Regions from separate parts of the Mus musculus genome. Here region 1 is linked to region 2. Evidence: chromatin contacts called from public Micro-C data. All regions are on one chromosome and are shown on one strand. Each heading gives the region's core, a stretch centred on a gene start, on an enhancer-like site or on the middle of the called end of the contact. The rest is flanking DNA. Distances are from core to core; before and after follow the strand shown. Region 1 holds the start of Trank1 (tetratricopeptide repeat and ankyrin repeat containing 1). Region 2 holds the start of Pth1r (parathyroid hormone 1 receptor).

The links. Hi-C and Micro-C count contacts between places; a contact is called where the count stands out from the background.
Region 1: a Micro-C map of embryonic stem cells shows a contact between it and region 2, with 5 times the contacts expected there. The contact joins the promoter of Trank1 here to the promoter of Pth1r in region 2. A contact is called at or near these places in 3 of 39 promoter capture datasets (all in embryonic stem cells), 7 of 484 Hi-C or Micro-C datasets (all in embryonic stem cells), 1 of 115 datasets of contacts at active chromatin or transcription factors (embryonic stem cells) and 1 of 9 other capture datasets (liver).

What each region holds. Positions count from the first base shown.
Region 1 is chr9:111,309,901-111,313,347 of GRCm38.p6, forward strand. It overlaps Trank1 (tetratricopeptide repeat and ankyrin repeat containing 1), which reads left to right and starts at 1,839. Exons shown (of 22, transcript NM_001164659.1): 1 at 1,839-2,351. The coding sequence starts at 1,942.
Region 2 is chr9:110,741,257-110,744,643 of GRCm38.p6, forward strand. It overlaps Pth1r (parathyroid hormone 1 receptor), which reads right to left and starts at 1,354. Exons shown (of 14, transcript NM_001083936.1): 1 at 970-1,354. The coding sequence starts at 1,044. Gm35775 (a long non-coding RNA gene) reads right to left here and starts at 546. Exons shown (of 2, transcript XR_379891.3): 1 at 1-546.

The DNA of each region.
Region 1 (3,447 bases), core at 589-3,088, 570 kb after region 2:
GCCTGATATAATCACACACACACACACACACACACACACACACACACACACACACACACACTGGCCTAGGCTACATAGTGAGACCCTGCCTCACACAGACAGACAGACAAGAGAAGAAAAAAATAAAAATGTCAGCCACGACGATGATTTGGAAATTAAGGAACTATGTCACAAAGGCAATTCTGGAAGTCCAATATCTGAATGATAGGGCTATCCAAGAAGAAAAAATACTGAAAATGGAGAAGAAACAAGTTAATTGGGGAACTTGACAGCTAAGAATGAAATAATACACCCAGCAGCCAGTGGACTGGACTGGACAACTGGGCCAGCATCTCTGCCAAGCACTGTGCAGCTTCAAAACATCAAGAGAAAAGGAAATTTCTTTAGGTTTCCAGAATAAAGGAAAACAAACAATAAAAGAGGTCAATAACAGAATGTTTCTAGCAGTTTCAACAATTCTCAAAGCTACAAGTCACTGGAGTGAATGATTTCTGAGCCTGAATTTTATACCCAGATAAACTAGAATACCAAATATAAAGGTCTTTTGGTACGCAGCCTCAAAGTATTTACCAGATAGGGATAGTGTATGAAACTGGGAAGAAGTATTCCAAGTAGCAACCAAACACGTTTACAGACATGAACAGAGCAATTAAATAAGCATGGAAAGACTCAAAGGGTTGTTAGATAGGAGGGCAGCAGGGGATTGCTTTTTTTTTTTTTTAACAGCACCAACACCTCATTTTGATAATAGTTGAAGTGATTTTGAAAAGCAAGATCTACTTATGTGATGATTTTGAAGAGTATAGTCCACATTAGAGGTCAATGCTATGGAAATGGACAGAAAAGCACAGATGCACATTTTATTCTTGTACTGCCTCCACAATCTCTTGCCTTATTCTGACATAAGAAACCCACTAGCCTTACTCTGACGTAGGAAACCCACTAGGCCTTTTGGAAGTGGAAATGATGAGGCTGTGGTGGTGGTGGTGGTGCTGTTGCTGGTGGTGTACCAAACATGTTAGAGCTGAGAAGGTTTTATAAAATCTCTTTAAAATGAAAGGTCTAGCAATGTCTCATGACAGCAAGCCTTTCAAATTCTACTACTTGATACAATGTCTTGGAAAGCTTTAAAAATTGCACCCTGGAGATATATGCCATAAGAAATCAGAAGCAAAGGCATCCACCAGCGTTTTAAAAATCCCACCAGGGTGGGGGTATGACTGGAGTTCAAGCGTTTGTGGGAGCACTGTGTCCGGGACCCTAGGCTAACACTGAGGAGCCTAAAGGCTCAGCCCTAGGCAGTGGGGTGCCACCCAAGGGTTTTGAGGGGGAATGGCGCCTCACATTTGTGTGTGTGCGTGAGTGCGTGTGTGGTGGCATGGGGGTCGAATTGAGAGAAGGCCAGAAGGAGGCTGCTGGTCAGGGCTGACTGGTTCCGACTCCCCTGGAGGAGCTGGGAAGGACCGCGGTGTTCCTGGCCTCGTCCCTCCGCCTCCCCCGGCCGGCTCCTGTCTTCCGCTGTTCGACGCGCCCTGGGCTCTGGCCCAGGAGGCCCATGAGCCACCAGGAGGCAGCGTGCCAGCGGCCGCGCCCTCTGATTGGGTCCCGGGCCCCTGGAGGGTGGGAACGTGACTCCTGTCCCCTCAGTCGCGAGGACCACCCGGCGGGGGGCGAGCACGCATCCCGGCTCAGGAGAGCTTCGGAGCCACCTCGCCTCACCCTCACGACTTCGCGGCCCTTCTGCCAGGCGCCTGGACGGTTCCCGCCCGCGTGACAGGAACTCGGCAAATGACGGAGGCGACGAGCGTCGCGCTGCTCGGAGCTTCGCTGCCCGGTCTGCTCCCGACCTCCAGGAACGGCGCGTCGGGCGCGCGGTGAGTGCGACGTCGGCGTCTGAGGGGACGACCCGAGGGGAGCGCGCCGCCGCGAGCTCGCCGAGCCATGGCTTCCACGACCGCGGGCCGCCGCTGGCCTCCGAGGAGACGCAGCTCGAGACGGGGCCCCACGCCGCGGTCCCGCGCGCCCGGCGCGAAGCTTTCGGCCCCGGAGGCCGGGCCGCCACGCCGCGGGCCTCTCCCGCGCGGCGGTGCGGGACGCGACACTCTCCTCGGAGCAAAGGCGACACCTTCGTCTCCCGCCGCGAGGCGATACGTGACGGCTCTCGGGCCCCCGCAGCCGCGTGGGAGCACGGACTCGGCCTGCGCGGCGCTCCCGCAGCCGGTCCCGCACGAGCCGCGGGAAGCAGCTTTCCGCCTGGCCCCGGCCTCGGAACGCGGGGCCTCGGTGTCACCTGCGCGCATCCCGAGGCGGCGGCGGCGAGTCCCGGCCATGTGGGACCCGCGCGCGGCAAGGTGCGTAGCTGGCGGGGGTTGGGGGGGGGGCGTCTGGGGCTTTGCGGGCCCCGAGTCCCCGAGGCCCCGCGGGGTTGTCTGCCCTCCCCCCTTCTCCCTCCCTCGACCGCGGCCTGGCGCGGGAAGGCGCGCGGGGCGACACGGCCCGGGCGGGCAGCGGTGCCCGGCGGAGCTTTCCCTGCGGGGACCCCCACCCCCATCCTCCCCCACCCCCCGGAGGGGCCTCCGGGCCACACCGCGGCGGACGCGCCTCGCCGCACAGCTTGGCTCGAGGTGTGCGGAGCCGCGCGGGGATGACGGCGCGGCATCGGCGGGGAGCGCGGGGCGCGGGCTGCCCCCTGGAGGGGGAGGCCTCGGTCCTCCATCCCTGCGGCCTCCGCGGCCCACCCTCCGCCGCCGACCCGAGTCGCGGGGCGGTTTGCTCAGGAGCGCGGGTTCAGCCTGCTGCTCGGCCCGGCTCAGCCCGGTTCGTCCTCGGGCCCCCAACCCCCGCACTCTTGCACTCGCGGGCTCTGCGCACTTGTAACCCGCCGCGGAGGGCTCGCGGGCCCCGCTGGGGGGGACTCTGCTCTCTGCTGGGGGCGTTTCACCGAGGCAGGCAAGAGAGAGGCTGCCTGGGGATAGTTCTTAGGGAGATGTGCAACTTGGAAAAAAAGAAAAAGCAAAATTTAGAAAGGAGGGCAAGGGAGTCCGTGAGCTCTGCAGCCTGGGGACCCGCTTCAGCTCAGTTAGCACTGTCGCAATCACTGCATCTTTAGCTAGAGAGGATGAGTGGAAAGCCAGAGGCTCTGCGGTCCCTTACACCCGGATTTATCCCCAGCTACCCAGTGTTCAGCTTTTCCCGTGCAAGGCACCTTTTTGATTTTGAGGAAAGGCTATTACACTGCTGGCATCTACAACCTCTTTGGTGCTTTCTAGAAAGTACCTTCTTGTAGAGGGAGCAGGAATATTTAAAACTGTTTTTCTATCGGGGCTCTTTTGTAGGATTGCAGGGCGAATTCCGTCCCCCCCCCTTTTTGTATCTTAAAAAAATTGTTTAAGAAAATCTCTACAAAATAAAGGGTTTCACGATGACATGACTATTACTGTACTTTGT
Region 2 (3,387 bases), core at 104-2,603:
GAGTACGGGGTGGGGGGCAACAAGACCTCAAAGTCAGGCACAAAAACTGATTCAAGAATAGGTTAGGCACTTGGGATGGGACCACTAAGGGAATGAGAGGACAGAAAATCTCCCCTCTCTGAGAAATGGCTAACAGACCCTAGCCCAAGATGAGGTCGAGTTCCAGCTTTCTAGTTGTCTTCTGTTCTGAGTCTCTTTCCGCTGGGGTCCAGAGCTCTCATCCTAACCCCTTTCTTTGTCTGTCTGGCCCTCTCCACTAGTCTGTTTCTTGGTATTCACCCTCAGACCACGCACAGTACCCCCCAAAGATCAGCACACTCATGTCCCACAGCACATATCTTCTGCAAGGTGTGCTATGAGATCAGTGTCTTTTGGAAGACCTCTGTACCACACCCACCTCCCTGGGCAAACCGATTTCCACTTTGGGTAAAGCGGTCCCATTCATGCATACATCTGTGCATCTGTAGGATCCAGAGAACTGAGGAGGGCTCTAAATCCTACCCTCAAGTCTAAGTGATTTCTGACTTCTTGCACACAGCTTTGAGCACCGGGTGCAAACAAAACTTGCAAAAACGGAGCTCCCCCCGCCCCCAGCGCAGTGTGTGATACTCCACACCCAGAACCCGCTGAATCGCACAGTTACCACTGAAAAAGATACATACGACCAGAGCCATATGCTCACAGAAGCATGGTGTAGGGGAACTCCAACCACAGGTTTCCAGACCCAGGACCCCAAGCCAAGTCTTCAGAAGTGGGGAAACTTCAGGCATCTGGAACCTACGGTAAGACACCCCAAACAGAGCAGACACCAGGGTTCCTGGTTCATGGCTGGGGGGGTGGGGGCTCGGAGGTCCCATCCCAAAGTTCAGACTATAAGGAGAGCCCAAGAATTTGTGCCTACACTCGTCCCAGGAACCCCAAAGCAATTCCAGGAGTCCTGTGTTGGAGTGTGGACGGAGAGAGACTTACCAGCGCATATGCGGAGCTGAGCACTGGGCAGCAGAGAAGGAGCGCCAGGCTGGGTGCGATCCGGGCGGTCCCCATCGCCACCGCCTAGGGCCGCGTCCCTCGGGGCAGCCGCCGCCGGCCCTGGTGATGGTTGGAGGGTGCAGAGCTGCGTCAGGCCGGGCCGCCCCGCCCACGCCCCGGCCTAGGGGACCCCGGCGTCCGGGCGGCCGGAGGCCCCGGAGCCCGACGCGGGGCCCATTCGCCGAGGGCGAGCGAGAGAACGAACCGGCGCAATGGAGAGAGGGAGGGCGGAGGGAGGGAGGCAGCCTGAGGCCGGGCGGGCGGCGGGCGGGCGCCGAGCGCTGCTGAGCGGCCTGTCTGCCTCGGAGCGGAGAAATCACATCCATATGGCTGGGCCCCCCGCCCCCGGCCCGCCCCCCGCTCCCCTCCCGCGCCGCCTTTTCTTTCTTTCTTTCTCTCTGTCTTTTTTCTCCCCCCTCTTTGGGGGAACTGGGAGCCGTGGCTTCGCTCCACGCCCAGTGGGGGAGGGGCGGGGGAGGGGTCGGGGTCGCGGTCTGCGGGGGGCGACCAGGCTGTTATTTTTAGCTCCGCGGCAGTGGGCAACAGGGGAGTCGGGGCGGGGCAGGGGGCGCGTTTTGAGTTGCGCGGGGCGTGCAACTAGGGGATGCCATCCTGACTTTTGCAACCACACTGAGCCCTTCGGCGTTTCTGCCGCCAGCTCCCGGCTCTCCCGCGGCATCGTGGCCGGCTCCCCGTCTCAGTCTGGACCCCCGTGACCTTGTTGCTCACCCCCTGCACCCCATTTCCCATCTTCCGAACCCGCGCTGCGTGCGCCCGAGCGGCACGGGCGTTTCTGCTGCCCCGACGCTGAGGCTGCCTGTCTGCTTGTCAGTCGGTCCTTTGCTACCGTCCACCCACCACCCACCCTCCCCGCGCTCCCCGGCTTTGGCCTCTGCTATTCCAACGGCCCCAAGCTCGGTTTCGGTCACTCCCTCGCTCCCCCCTCCCCTCCTCTACGAAAACATTTGCAAGTTTCCAAAAAAGCCACCGAACTGAGCGGCAGCGGGGCTGGCGACTCCACAGGGCTCCGAGGAGGCGCCGCAGACTGACACGGAGACGGGGCAGCCGGGCCCGCCCTGGCCGGGCCCCGAGTCCCCTCCTGCCCGACTCCGGCCTCCCGCGCCCCGCGCGCCCGACCCCCCACCCCCATCCCCCAAGCCCCGACTTACTCCGAGCTCGCCGCCGCGGCCCCCGCCTTGCCATGAATGTCGGGGCCCCCCCGACAGCCTCCCCAAGCCAGCGCCCCGTCCGCAGCCCCGGGGGGACTTCATGGAGCTCTCGGGATCCCCCCCTGGCCTGCCTGGCCTCCAGAGCCCCCCGCCCGGCCGCTGCTCCGAGACGCCGCCCGCCTTGCGCGTCCCTCGCCTCGGCGTCTGCTGCTCCCCTCCCCCCACGGCCCGGAGCCTCTTCCCCCCCCCCTCCGCGCCCTCCCCGGGCCTCCTCCGCCCCTGCCCCCGCCACTGCCTCTCAGGCGGGTGTGTGCAGGACAGAGCCGAGCCCGCTGTCCCCCATCCCGGGACATCTCTCCAGAGACCCTGCCCCGGGTCTTTCAGCAGAAGGATAAGTGTTGCGGGGACGCAGTCTAGGGAGCTCTGACATCGGGACCTGAGAACCGTGGCTGGGACGTTGTCTCGCTTTTGCTTTATTCTTTCCTTTGGGAAAGCACAGACCACCCACCCACTACCCCGATCTTCCGGCCCTTGCTGATGAGCGGGCGGCCACACGAGAGGAGCCACTGGGGAAGCCTCCTGGTATTTCTCGCGCCGTGGGCCGCGGCGCTGCCCGTGTACCCATGGGGTTCCTGGTCTGGCTATGTGGGGACCCTGGGGAAGCTGCTCCGCCTCCAGCTAGAACCAGGCTATGCAGCCAACGCCCTCGAGTCCTGCCCCGCCCTAGACTGGTCCTTCATCCCCTGTCCCACTCCTAGTCCTGGGGTCTAGCGGATCGGAGACTCTGGTGGTGCTCCTTGGTCTGGACCTTCGTTGGACTCCCGGTTTAGAGGGGTTCCTTTTCCATTCCAGGTATTTTAAGATGTCTCAACCTATTCAGCTGCTTTCTAGGCATCCCTGGTTCTTCGATCTAGCCCCAATTCGGGCAATTCGAGACTACAAGACTCGGGTTCAGCTAGGACACCTATTCTTGTTCTTCACCTCCCTCCATCATGTTATCCTCCAAATGCTGGTGGCTGTCTTGAGACTCTTGACTTGGGGAAAGTGAGAGAGATGGGAGCTCGTGATGGGAATGGAGTTTATGGACTCCACGCTGGACACCAGAGTTCTAGACTTTGGACTTCCAAGCCTACCATCTCCCTGAGCATCAGGTATCAGAGAAAGTCGAGAATGCTTAAACAGAGAGCTA